Regions from separate parts of the Mus musculus genome. Here region 2 is linked to region 1. The links are chromatin contacts, called in public HiChIP or PLAC-seq maps. All regions are on one chromosome and are shown on one strand. The core of a region is the stretch at or near the end of the contact, and the rest is flanking DNA. Distances in the headings are between cores, read along the strand shown. Region 1 has its middle 9.2 kb from the start of n-TGgcc14. Region 2 holds the start of Dusp12 (dual specificity phosphatase 12).

Region 1 (7,030 bases), core at 3,228-5,727:
TGGCCCGTGTCTAGTGTGGTTCCCTCGTGAAACAGTTTGTGGTTTTTCTAGTAATTAGAGTTTAACCCGAGGACAGGGCCCAGTGTATAAAATGGAGGCCTGCTTACAAAATGGAGTTTTTCAGGTTTAGTTGGGGCCTTTCAATTAGATAAGCTATTAAGGACCAGTGCTTATCACCACCTGAGATCTGAAAGACACTAAAGGAAAAGACCGGTATAACTGAAGGGTAGGTATAAGATGACATTTAATGTCCAGTCCATCAGGCCAGATCCTATTGTCTTTAGGAGAGTCAAAAAAGAAGTTGATTCAACGGAGAAATCAGAAGAGTTTGTGGGACTTTAGTGGCCTTTGCTGACATTTTAGTGGGGCGTGGACCTCGGGCGGTAGAAGGTCTGACAAATCTAAAAGACTCTGAAGGACATGTAAGTAGGGTTTATAAAGTACAGAACAATCAGGAGCAAGTAAACAGGTAAGGTCTCTGTTGGAGTTACTCAAAGGCAAAGCATGGTAAAATTTGTGTTGAGCAACAGATCCTTAAAAAATTACCAGAGAGCCAAATGCTGGTAAGTTTCTGATATGCTTTTTCTTAGTTAGGGTTTTATTGCTGTGAAGAGACACCATGACTAAGGGCAACTCTTTTTTTTTTTTTTTTTAATTTTTCTTTTGTTTTTTTTTCGAGACAGGGTTTTTCTGTGTAGCCCTGGCTGTCCTGGAACTCACTCTGTAGGCCAGGCTGGCCTGGAACTCAGAAATCCTCCTGCCTCTGCTTCCCAAGTGCTGGGATTAAAAGTGTGCGCCACCACTGCCAGGCTAAGGGCAACTCTTACGCAGGTCAACATTTAATTGGGGTTGGCTTACAGGTTCTGAGTTTCAGTCCATTATCATCATGGCAGGAAGCATGGCAGCATCCAAGCAGGCATTGTGCAGGAGGAGCTGAGAGTTCTACATCTTGTTCCAAAGGCAAACAGGAGAAGATTGCCTTCCAGGCAACTAGCAAGGGTGAAGTGGAAACTTCTTTGGAAAGCCAGTTGTGTTGACTGGTGTTTTGCTGGGGCAAACACATGAAGGAGTGTTTTCCTGAAGCAGACATAAGTGCAAGGGTGTCTCACTAAAGCACACTCATTTCGATGAAGCAGACACAGGTCAAAGGACGTTCTGCTAAAGTGAGCCTGTGAAAGGACACGTGATGAAGGATTCTATACGAATGTTTACAAAGTGAGTTCCAGGACAGCCAGGGCTACACAGAGAAACCCTATCTCCAAAAAAAAAAAAAAAAAAAAACCAAAAACCAAAAAACAAACAAACAAACAAACAAACAAACAAACAAAAAAACTCCCTGTTAGCAGCTTTCCTCAACAGATAGCCCAGGGCTCTGAAATCTTGAAATTTTGGGGGTCTCCAAGGCAACTTCAATGTTACAACTTCTTATCCCAATGTCCAGGATCCATACATGATCTTATAGGTTCCTCCAAAGGGCTTGGTTTACATCTCTAGCACTCTAGGGTCTGTTTGACTCCACTCCACTGATGCTGCTGTTCTTGGTGGTCATCCCATTGGTACTGGCATCTCTAATTTGCTGAAGTCTTTTACTGCAACTAGGCTTTACCAATAGCTTCTCATAGGTTCTGTTCATGGTGCCAAGCCTCTACTTTTTTGCATGACCCCCTCACATCTAGGCTGTCAACTGCAATTGAGGTTGCACCTTCACCAATGGCCTTCCTTGGCCTCTCACAGTCCCAAGCCTCAGCTGCTCTCCATGACACCTTCATGCCTTTAAAACCAATACCACTTGGGTAATTCTTATACATTTCCAGGTCCAGCTGTAGCACAAGGTACAATCTTGTTTATCTCTGGAACACAGCTTCTTTGTGCTTTCAGAAAATATTCCCAGAGAATTTCACCTCTGTGATACTGGTCTCTTCATAATCACTGCTAATGTCTTGGCTCCAGCTAACCAGCATCAATTGTCCCAGTAACCCCTTCTATTCTTGACTCTAAAGCCAGAGCCACATGGCCAAAGATGCTGAGTTCTGCTGCTTTCTGGGACTGGAACATAGCCCCCTTGTTCTATTACCTCATCACCAGCTTTCTGTTTTCCAACTCCTTCACTGCCTAAGCTTGGTTGCTATGGAAGTTGCTAGGTAGACTGACTTTGAACCCAGTGATTCACATGGCTCTGTCTTCTAAATGCTGGGATTAAAGGCATGTATCACCATGCCTGGACCTCAGCTTTTCTTCACCTAGAACTTTCTCTGTCCCAGGCTGGCCTTGAACTCAGAGATCTGCTTGCCTTTGTCTCCTTTGAATAAAGGTGTGTACCACCATGCCTGAGCCTAAGCTTTTCATGGCCACTATTACTCAAAATCTAGATCAGAACTCTGTGTCTTCCAGCCTTAAAATCTGGATCACAGGTGGGTCCTTCGTTTCTAGACTGTAGTTCGTTCCGCATGAAAAGTCCAAATGAAAACAATAACCAGGTAATGAAAATGCCTAAATATAACTATCTCTTATTCAACTGCAAAAGCACAAACAGTAAGTTTAGCTGGGTGGGATCTTGCCCTGAGGTCTGTTCCTTGCTTAATCTGTTTATTTCCTTTAATAAAGGATTCAGCTCCAGTCTGCTTCCAGGTGCCTCTTTATTCTTTGTACCATACATTTTTGTATTTTCCTTTCTCAGCTCGCTACTTTTCATAAAAACACTCTTCATAAGAGTGAACTTTAGTAACCACACAACAGAATTTATACCAGGCTGTTTGAGACTTCCTTTGTCAAAGCAAATAAAAAGTCTCTTTACCTTAGCCTCAGGTAGACTCTTCAGACAGGGTCGAAAAGCAGTCACCTTCTTCACCAAAATATCACAAGAACAGTATCTAGGCCCCATATTAAAATTCTCCTCTACTGGGCCAGGTCAACACAGCTCAAATCACCCTCAGCACCAATATCCTTCATATTCCTACTAGGATGGCCCATTAAACCCCACTTAAAGCATTCCACTGCTTTACAAATCCAAAGTCCCCAAATCCACATTCCTCCAAACAAAAACAAGGTCAGGCCTATCACAGCACTACCCTAGTCCTTGGTTCCAACGTCTACCTTATTTAGGGTTTCCATTGCTGTGAAGAGACACCATGACCACGGCAACTCTTATAAAGGACAACATTTAATTGGGACTGGCTTACAGGTTCTGAGGTTCAGTTCATTATCACCATGGCAAGAAGCATGGCAGTGTCTAGGCAGCCCTGGCACTGGAGGAGCTGAGAGTTCTACATCTTGTTCCAAAGGCAAACAGGAGAAGACTAAGCATCCAGGCAGCTAGGAAGGTCTTAAAGCCCACCCTCACAGTGACACAGTTCCTCCAACAAGGCGATATCTACTCCAAGAAGGTCATACCTCCTAATAGGACCTGTCCCTGGGCCAAGCATGTTCAAACCACCACAGACTTTAAAGTCTGAAACACACACACACACCTGTTCTAGAGAATTTGATGATATAAAGGGTTTAAACAATTGAGGTGTGACAGGCACAGAGAAGCAAAAATATACAACCTGGCTCCTCCTTGGACCTGAGCCAGATTGAGCAACATAAGCCAGTCCTGTCAACACTGTTGGGCTACGAGGTGAATAGCAACTCATAATAGATAGCAGTGGCTCAGGACCAAAGGGATGGATAGCTCAAGGAAATGCCTGGATTTATGGGACTAGGTGGAGCAACGTTTCCCATACAAGTGATCATACCCAACATTGCAATTTTAAATATTTTTATTTTTAATTATGTATTTGTATCTGTGCATGTGAGTACAGGTGACAACAAAGGCCAGAGGCAGTGGACCCTCTGAAGTGGGAGTTATACATAGATGCTGTGGATATCATTCGGGTCCTCTGGATTAGCAGTGTGTGCTTCTAACTGCTGAGCTATCTCACCAGATCCTAACAGTGATATTTTATTTTGGGGGTGGGTATTTTTGGGACAGACTTGGTCTGTGTAGCTTTGGCCATCTGGCCTGGAACTCACTTTGTAGACCAGGTTGGCCTTGAATTCAGAGATGTTCATGTCTCTGCTTCCAGAGCATTGGGATAAACAGCATGAGCCACCATTGCCCAGACTATTTTTGTTTTGTTTTGTTTTTGATGAAAGGCTTGATCAAAGTGATGAGGCCTTTTTGTACTGTATTGGCACTACTTATAATTTCTCTTTAAACATTAACTTAGCTATCTAAGACATATTGACACTCATTTGAAACAGATAACTGTGGGCCTCCAGAAAAGCTGCCTGCCCTCTGTAGACAGATTTTGTTACACAATTAGATCCCTTAAGGATCTTACAGATTGGGGAAAACAGTAAAGACAAGTTTAAGAGTTTAAACAAATGTTGTGAATAGCAGATGCTGTTTGTATTTTGATGCTAATTCCACTCTCCTGGGAGGGGTTGTAGACAAGGAGTGAGTCACATACTCAGGTGACTTCTTGTGAACCAATCCTCTTAAAATGAAAGAGTCAATCACTGGGCAAGTAGGAAGGACTTCCAGATTGGACAGAGGAAGAGAGGAAGCAGGAGAGAGTTAAGTCTTTTTGGATAGGGATAGCTTAGGACAAGATGTAATTACTAGTGTCTCCTGGCTTCAGTGGCGGATCTGTAGGATTCACCACCAGAGGATTTAGATTTAATATGGTTTACAAAGTTAGGATTTTAGTTGTTGCGCACAGCAATTGAGTTACTGCTGTTTCTGAACTAAGTGTGTGTTGCATCTTCCTTCACACAGTGGCTTGTCTGGGTTCAAGAGAGAAAGGTACAGCGGCGAAGCATGGTGGGTTTGCTTGATGTGCACCACAAAAGTTTTAAAGCATGGGGCTGGAGTGATAGCGACCGGCCAGTGGGAACCTAGCAAGCTGAGTGGAGAAGTTTTGGGAGCTTCAGGCCAGAGAGTCTCCACGAGATGAAAACAGATCGTCCATTGCCCGCCAGTGCATGGCCATCCAGGCCACCGGGGCACCAAGTTGCTAACACAAGTGCAGGAACAAGCTGGTTCATTCTTTTTAATATTTCTTGCAACAAACAAAGGCAGTCTGAACAGAGGACAGTAACCTGAGCCCATAAGGTTGTAAAATGAAACTTCTCCATCATCTTCTGATTGGTTAAAATAAAAAGCCTATGGCCTATAGCAGAAAAACAAAAACAAAACAAACAAAAAAACAAACCACCACCACCAACAACAACAACAAAAAACCAGAGTAACAAGGTGGGACTTCCAGAGACAGAGGACAACTCTGGAAAGGAGTCAGGCACGGGAGATTGGCCACCCAGACTGGGAGGAAGCTGGACATATGAAACTGATGATAGACAACTAACCAGCCTCGTGACAAAACTTAGATTAGTGTAAATGGGATAATTAGGTTATGAGCCAGAGGGCAACAAGCCTAGCATAAGGCCTAGGCATTCTTAAATAAATATAGATTCCATGCCATTATTTGGGAACTGGGGCAGAAACAGAAGTGCCCACACTTACAAAACCAGGGACTATATTTGGTGACAACTAAAAGAAGTCCATAGAGGAAAAAAAAATCTTGTGTTATTGTAGATGCAACATTTGTCAGTTAAAAAGCCCATGGCTTTAGCAGGAAACAGAAGGTGGATGATCCAGGAGGCAAAAAGAATTCTGGGATAGAGCTGTTGTGTCTGGCCAGTAGATCACAACCTGAGTTCTAGCCTGGAAAGGTATTTTGGAAACCTGGAAGAGAAGAGGGGCTGGGCTGCGCGAGATAAGGAAGGAACCAAGACAAAGGTCTCTCTCTGCTCAAGGTTCAATTTTTACTATTTTGGCACTCCGTTATGAAGGAAGGGGGAGGGGCCCAATTCCCGCCAAATAATCTCGGAATCCAGTAGCAGGGTGACCACGTGTGTAGCTCCAAACAGCAAAGCGGTAGGTTCCAGCAGTGGGCGTGGCAGAACGATTGAGCGGGAAGCTCCACCCCTGAGCAAGCAGGTTTCAGGCTGGGGGAGGGGAGACTACATAGAGCCAGGCACTGAGAGATTTGCCAGGGAAAATGTGAGGAGATGGCTGAAGAGAGAAAATCAAGAAGATCAAACAAAGAAACAAAGAAACAAACAATGTCTTTGCTGTACCCTCCATTTTGGGGCAGCTCTGAAACTGCCTGAGACAAGAAATGTCCCCAGCCAGGACTTCAGCTTGCATGTCTAATAAAGCCTGTAGGCTATGGAATTCTCATAACTTACTGCATACCATCCTTTCATATGGCATGAATGGAGATTCATAGTACAGTTTGTTTATATGATCAAACTATCTTCTGAAGAAAGGCAGTTGTCTTTTACCTGCACTAAGATCAGGAAATCATCCTTAATTGATCTGCTCACCTGTGCATTCCAACCAATCTCTTTATAGAACTGTGTGTTGCTGGTAAGGTTTGTATACTACAGAATGGAGGGCCAGGAGGCAGCCTTGATAGGATTCACTCTGGAGATGCTCAGATGCTGAGCCCTGCTGTTCCAGCTCCCTGCTTGATCCTGCCTCAACGGCATCATAGCTGTTTCCTCTAAAGACCGACTTCTGGGATAACTTCAGAACAGCTAGCTTGCTTGATCCAACCTTTCAGACTGTTCTGTTCCAGTTACGACTTTAATTATACTCCAAGCTTTCTCAACATATAGAGACTAAATAACACATGCTACAGCTGGCTTTCTTAAGACTAACCACGTTTCTAATTTTCTTGGGCCCCACAAAAGGAATTCTTCACCCCAATTAAGCAGGAAGCAATTATCAGAAGACTGTTGTCCCAGTCCCTTAAGTTGGGGGTAGATAGTTTTGGTCATTTTGTGAGTTATATGTTGTCATTTTAGAGGATGGTTACAAATAATTATGGTCTTGGACAAGGAGGAGGCAAAATAGGGAGGTTATATTCATGGGTTTCTTTTTCCTTTCGTTTTCTCTTTTCCCTTCTTTCTTTTTTTAAGGATTTATTTATTTATTTATTTATTTATTTATTTATTTATTTATTTATTATATTCAAGTACACTG
Region 2 (7,030 bases), core at 2,588-5,087, 200 kb after region 1:
AGTCCTTGTGAGTTCATATGTGCGCAGATCGATTCTGCCATCTTGAGAAAGTCTTTTTTCTTGCTGCCCTAAATCCTCTCTGGTTCTTACATTCTTTCTGCTTCCTCTTCTGCAGGGTCTGGGAGCCCTGAGGGGCAGGATTTGATGAAGATATTCTACTTAGGGCTGAGAGTTTCAAGGTCTCTCACTCTCTACAGAATGTCTGACTGTGGGTCTCTGTATCTGCTCCCATCTGCTGCAGGAGGAAGATTCTCTGATGATGGCTGAGCAAGGCACTGATCTATACATGTATAGCAGAATGTCATTATGATTTTCTTTTCTTTCACTTTCTTTCTCTTTCTTTCTTTCTTTCTTTCTTTCTTTCTTTCTTTCTTTCTTTCTTTCTTTCTTTCTTTCTTTCTTTCTTCTTTTTTAAAGCAGCAGTATTTGGTTTTACCTTAGGTCCCTGGCTATTGTCTTAGTTAGGGTTTTATTGCAGTGAAGAGACACCATGACCAAGGCAACTCTTTCTTCTAAAGGCAAACATTTAATTAGGGCTGGCTTACAGTTTCAGAGGTTCAGTCCATTATCATGGCGGGAAGCATGGCAGCTTCCAGTCAGACATGGTGCTGGAGGAGCCAAAAGTTCTACCTCTTGATCTAAAGGCAGCAGCAACTATCCTCCACAGGTAGCCAGGAGGAGGCTCTCTTCTGCACTGGGCAGAACTTGAGCACTAGGAGCCCCCAAAGCCCACCTATACCATGATGCACTTCCTCCAACAAGGCCACACCTACTCCAACAAGGCCACACCTCCTAATAGTGCTACTTCCCATGGGCTAAGCATATTCAAACCACTACAGCTATCAAATCTCATGGTTCCTGGTCACCCAAGCAGAGTTCAGTATGGGTTCTATCTGGTGTAGTGGGCTTTAAGTCAAATCAGATATTGGTTGGTTAGTGCCACAAGCTTGTGCCACCATTGCACTAGGATATTCTGCAGTCAGGACACCATTGTAGATCAAAGGGGTTATGGCTGGGTTGGTGTTTACATTTCTCCTTTGGTAGCGTGTATAGTACCTTCCTGTACCAAAGACGCTAGTATATATGGGTGCAGGCTCTATGAAGGCGCCAGCTCGACTTCTCCATGTTCAGTGCGATATGTAGATGGTGTCTTCAGCAATGGAGCCCTGCCATCAGTTGGTGAGAGCAACCTATAGTCTTGGCAACAGCTTGAATTGTTTGGGGATTTCCATGAGACCCCATTGACTGACAACTCAATTAGATGTAACCCAGTCCTGGCACTAAAAGCTTCATTTGGTGACAAGAGATGTCCAGTTGGGAATCTGTGTCCCCCATTATTTGGACATTTCATTTAGATTGCTTTCATAGACATATACATTTTAGGAAGCTCTACTGCATTAGGTTTTCATGCCACCCCACTCATATAAAATTTACTTTTATATCTCTCCCTGCTTTTCTCTTCCCTTCCCCATTTGATCTTTCTGTTCTAGTCAACCCCCAACCCATCATAACTACTCTTCTATTTCCCTTTCCTAGGGAGAGCTGTCTTTCCTCTCTTGTCCCCTACTCTACACTAAAGCTCAGTTGATTCTGTGGATTGTAGCTTGGTTATTGTTGGCATCAGGACCTCCAAACCTATGACATCACATAGGTGACAGGGTGACCTGCAGACATGTTGCCAAGACAACAGGCACCATATTCCCAGAATCTACTTGGCTCATCTCCCACTTTTACCTGTGTTTCATCGTTTTCCATATAAATAAAGGGAACACCTCTCTCTCTCTCTCTCTCTCTCTCTCTCTCTCTCTCTCTCTCTCTCTCTCTCTCTCTCTCTCTCTCCCTCTCTCTCCCTCTCTCTCCCCCCCCCACTCTGTCAGGAGCCATAATAGGAAGCAGATGATCATCCTGAAGTGGCCTGCTTTGGATTATTATATAATCTGCAACAGGTGAGCCCTCATTAAGCAAGGCTGTGAGGGACTAATTTTAGGAAAGATTCCTGCTATTAATATGCTTTTCCTGTTAATATGCTTTTTCTGTTACTATTAAATATATATAACAATCACTAAGTAGTAGCACACCCTTTTGGAGCAGATCTCTGCAGATCCATGAAGATCTTGTCGTGTTGCTATATAGACAAATAGATAACTTAAGTCTTCATGATGATCCTATAGGAATTCCTAAAATTATATCTGATTATTAAGCTCTTTTATAACAGGACTGCTGTTAGGTCCTTTTCTGATAGTCAAAGCTGCAATGAGAAATCTGTCATTCTCCCAAGTATCACCAGTTAATTGCTCTTAGATGGTAACCAGACCTTCTCCTACTCAGAGCACATTCCAAGAGGTTGTAAAACAATTAACCAAAGGTCATTAAAAGGCAACTAACAATTTATTGTAGGTGCTAGGACAGAAGATAAAATACCAACTGGGCTTATCTATACAAACCTTCACTTTATAACTTATGGATTTAAACCTTCAGTGAACCTGTGGAGCTGAGACAGGTGATCGATGTTTAGCTAGATAATCACTCCTAATGGATATGCATGTAAACATTCTCTGCTGTAAACTTCTATTTCAATTTATGATTTGATTTTTTGTGTGAACTTGTGATGAACTTGTAACATGTGATCATGTATTCTGGAAGACGTATAAGTACCAAGGACAAAGAGACACGAAAGAATCATAGAGAACTAAGATCAATGGAGAGCTAAGATCAATAGAGGAGACTTTTTTGCCTTTCCCCACTTAGACTAGATTCTTTTCCCTTTCCCCACTTAGAGAATTTTTCCCTTTACCCACTCAGGATCTTTCTGCTTTTCCCCTTAGATAGCTTTCATAGGAAACTTTTTACAACTTGGTAATAAACTCTATAATTATTTATCTAAGTGTCTTCTCTTCCTGAGACCGGACTAGCAGGCTGAAAGTTAGAGCCCAGCAGTTCCTGCTGAGATAGACATATCTATCTATCTCTCTTGTGGCTTGAAGAAGAGGTGCTAGTTGCCAGAAACTGTAGTTTCTGGCCTCAGAGGATCACAGAAGGCAGATCAGCTACAACAGCACGGTAACTTAGGCTTAGATAAGTAAACGCTTTATTATACAGCATCCCTAAATATCTCAACAAAGTCCTACCCTCCGCCTAAGCTCTTCCCTCTCTACCCCAAAAGCCTCAAGAAGAACATCCCACTCCAGAGCTGCCCCCATCTCTCCCTCTCCCTCCCTCCCTCACTTCTCTTTCTGCCGCCACCTCCCTCCCATCCCCCAATAAAATTCTTACACGTGGAACTGTTTGGGCCCAGTGTACTGTGTTCAGACTCGAGCCTCTATTTTAACACATCAGTTATCACAGCTAATATCCACATATAAGCTTATACATACCAGATTTGTCTTTCAGGGTCTGGGTTACCTCACTCAGAATGATTTTTTTTTCCCGAGTTTCATCCATTTATCTGCAAATTTTATTTTTTTTTTTTAAAATGGCTGAGTAATACCTTATTGTGTGAATGTACCACATTTTCTTTATTCAGTCTTCTGTTGTACATCTAGGTTGTTTCCAATTTCTGGCTATTATGAGGCATCAATAGGCAACATGGTTGGGCAAATGTCTCAAATGGTAGGAAGAGTGGCTTTGCTGGATCTTGAGATAGATTCCCATTTTCCTGAGGAACCTCCAAGCTGATTTCCATAGTGACTGTACAAGTTTGTGGTCCTACCAGCAACGGATGAATGGAGACTTTATTTTTCTGCCTTGGACTTTAGAAGGTTGGGTGGAAAAGCTGCTCTAAATGGAGCTTATTTAAGCACACAGCCCGAGCACGGCTCACATCACCTTCCCCAGAAGCAGTCATTTTCCCTATTGCCATGGTCCTCCCACGGCGCTGCTGAGCGGCTGGAGCTATTCCGACACAGGAGTCAGTCACTCTAGCCGGTGACTTGGTGGCGGGCAGCGGCTGCCTGGCTTCCTGGCTCTGCCATGTTGGAAGCGCAGGGTTCTAACCATGGCTGCGAGCGCCAGGCTCCGACTGCCAGTCCCGCCAGCTCGGCAGGGCACGCCGTGGAAGTGCGGCCCGGGCTGTATCTGGGTGGGGCAGCGGCAGTGGCGGAACCGGGCCATCTGAGGGAGGCGGGCATCACCGCCGTGCTGACGGTGGACTCTGAACCGGCTTTCCCGGCTGGGGCTGGGTTCGAAGGTCTCCGGAGCCTCTTCGTGCCGGCGCTGGACAAACCCGAGACCGACCTGCTCAGCCACCTGGATCGCTGCGTGGCCTTCATCGGCCAGGCTCGCTCCGAAGGCCGCGCGGTGTTGGTGCACTGGTGAGTGCCACGTGCAGGGGGGCGGTGCCTTGCACCGGGTCTCGCCTCTCTGCAGAGGCGCCCAAAAGTGGAGGTTCCAGGCTGTCAGAGCCAAGACCCTCGTTCCTCATCTTCCCTTGGGGTGTGTGGTTCCAATGAGGGTTCCAAAACCCGCCCTTGGTTAGTGTTTTGTTTGATTTCATCTTGCAGCAACTGTCTGTCTGTCTGTGCATCCATCTATCCGTCCATTCGTCCATCGTTCTATCTGCTTGTCTATATTTTGGGGGTTAGGTTAAAGTTTATCAGATTTGTAAGAGAAGTCAGACACTCAAGCCGGCGAATGTAATACAGGTCAGATGTATTGGGGTGAAAATACGTGATACTTCCTCGCCCTAAAGGCCACTGTGATTAACAAGGGAAAAACATGTGACTTTTTGTTTTTTGAGACTGGGTCTTACTGTATAGATCTGGCAGGCCTGGAACTCGCTATGTAGAGCAGGCTGGCTTCAAAAAGCACAGATGTCCACCTGCTTCTGTCCAGAGGGCTGCACACCTTGAGTGTGAAACCATGCTGGAGGATTTTTAATCAAAGTTATACGTGACGGGCAAGTTTAGAGAAACATTCACGGACCAAAGGAAAACTGTACTGACTGGTTTTGTGAGTCAACTTGATACAGGCTGGAGTTATCACAGAGAAAGGAGCTTCAGTTGGGGAAGTGCCTCCATGAGATCCAGCTGTGGGGCATTTTCTCAATTAGTGATCAAGGTCCCACCCACCTGGGCTGGTAGTCTTGGGTTCTATAAGAAAGCAAGCCAGGGAAAGCAAGCCAGTAAGGAACATCCCTCCATGGCCTCTGCATCAGCTCCTGCTTCCTGACCTGCTTGGGTTCCAGTCCCGACTTCCTTGGTGATGAACAGCAGCATGGAAGTGTAAGCTGAATAAACCCTTTCCTCCCCAACTTGCTTCTTGGTCATGATGTTTGTGCAGGAATAGAAACCCTGACTAAGACAAAAACGGTTCACATTCTTGGAATAATTAAGACTGGACAGTTGTATAGAAAAGTGATTGAGGCTGGGCGGTGGTGGCGCACGCCTTTAATCCCAGCACTGGGGAGGCAGAGGCAGAGGCAGGCGGACTTCTGAGTTCGAGGCCAGCCTGGTCTACAAAGTGAGTTCCAGGACAGCCAGGGCTATACAGAGAAACCCTGCCTCGGAAACAAAAACAAACCAAAAAACCAAAAATGAAATAAAATAAAAAATAAAGAAAGAAAAAAAAAAGAGGTTGGACAAGAGGAGTGTGACATAATGCTTAGCGAATGAGCCAGGAAAGTCAGCCTGACCTGTATTGAGCTGTTTCTTCTGGTGTATAGGCAAAGCCCTTTCTGGAATTATTGTCTTAGGATATATCAGACTAAATAGATCCGAGAATTGATTTGTCTTGCTAGCATGTTAGGCAAACATTCTGTTACTGTGGCGGCATAGCCCTAATCTTAAGAGAATGCCTTTGTGGCGGGTTCTTAGTAAGGTGGAGGAAAGTTAGAGTGATATTTTTCTCTCCATATTTTTGTTGTTTTTGTTTTTGAGATGGAAGGTTTGCTGTGTAGTCCAGACAGTCTCTTAAGCTTGCGGTCCTCCTGCATCTGCCTCCTAGTGCTGGTGTTATTACACATAAGCTACTTACGACTTCTGGAGTTTGTGCTTAGGATTGAAGAAGAGGTCTTCTAACCTCTCTGTCTTGCCCTAGGGTGAGTGGGGAGAGAGAGAAGCAAAAGCACGAATACTGAGATCTGGAGAGACTCCAACGTTAAGAGCAAAGGACCTTGGACCTTGGATTTGTCCTGTAGCCACTACATTTTTTTTTTTTTAAATGTACACAGAACGGTCAAAAAGTGTGGTTAGCTACTAAGCCCAACCTGATAGATCACAGGCTCTGATTCTTTCTCCCAGAAATCAGGTCATCCCTCAGCCCCCTGCAGCTCTCTGGGGCAGGAAGTTGACAGATGTCAGTTGTGACCTTACTCTCTTACAGGCCTCTTTCTCCCATCAGCACCTGTGAGCCTGACTAGGTCAGCACTACCCCCTTGCCCCCAGTCTCCAGATAACATTGATTTATAACTCTACTTTTATATAGTGTACTTCTGCCTTATGACTCTTGGCTTGGAGGCCAGCCTGGATAGGTCACCTATTGTGGAGCTTGCCTCCCTCCAAGGAAACAGTAAGAGTCAGAAATTCCACTTGTCTCCTGGAACTGAAGTCTCTTTCTCTTTGGAAACATATAAACATACATTCACACCCATACGTATATATATAGTCATATAAATATAACATATCTATGTAGTATATAGTTATATAGTATAAATAATTATAAATATATTAAATAGAATTATAATATAACATAACATATTACATATATATTATATGTGTGTGTGTCTCTCTTTATACACGTGTGTGTGTGTGTGTGTGTGTGTGTGTGTGTGTGTGTGTGTGTGTGTGTGTGTGTGTGTATGTATGGTGGAATGACTCTCCTTTCCCAGATTTGAAGGCCCACTTTTTCCCTTCAAGGCTGGCATCTTCTGCCTCTGGTATGATGGGATTTCTGCTAACCTCTCTCCTCGGTGCTGGAAAATGTCGGGGGGGGGGGGGGTAGCCTCAGGGCTTTCTTGCCTAACAAAGCTCACCTGAAGGGCTTTTTTGTGGTGTTCTTTCCTACAAACCCACAGTAAGTTAAAACACAACCTGAT

What was found. HiChIP or PLAC-seq counts read pairs in DNA pulled down with a chosen protein or histone mark.
Region 2: a contact with region 1 is called in an H3K27ac HiChIP or PLAC-seq map of embryonic stem cells, with 2.9 times the contacts expected there. The contact joins the promoter of Dusp12 here to the enhancer-like site in region 1. A contact is called at or near these places in 5 of 39 promoter capture datasets (the C10 cell line, the HPC-7 cell line, neural stem cells and 2 more), 2 of 15 datasets of contacts at CTCF or cohesin (the NIH/3T3 cell line and large pre-B cells), 89 of 484 Hi-C or Micro-C datasets (3T3-L1-derived adipocytes, the AtT-20 cell line, B cells and 54 more), 23 of 115 datasets of contacts at active chromatin or transcription factors (the 230-238 cell line, the HPC-7 cell line, the NIH/3T3 cell line and 13 more) and 5 of 9 other capture datasets (adipose tissue, embryonic stem cells, liver and 2 more).

What each region holds. Positions count from the first base shown.
Region 1 is chr1:171,087,523-171,094,552 of GRCm38.p6, reverse strand. No RefSeq gene overlaps it. Among named protein-coding and RNA genes, the nearest start is that of n-TGgcc14, 9.2 kb to the right of the region's middle. Within about 2 kb of position 4,477, at least 8 of the 459 cell types and tissues checked have an H3K27ac peak or open chromatin away from gene starts, as enhancers often do. A contact at or near this core is called in embryonic stem cells and trophoblast stem cells, where this site is marked.
Region 2 is chr1:170,882,347-170,889,376 of GRCm38.p6, reverse strand. Dusp12 (dual specificity phosphatase 12) reads left to right here and starts at 3,837. Exons shown (of 6, transcript NM_023173.2): 1 at 3,837-4,310. The coding sequence starts at 3,970.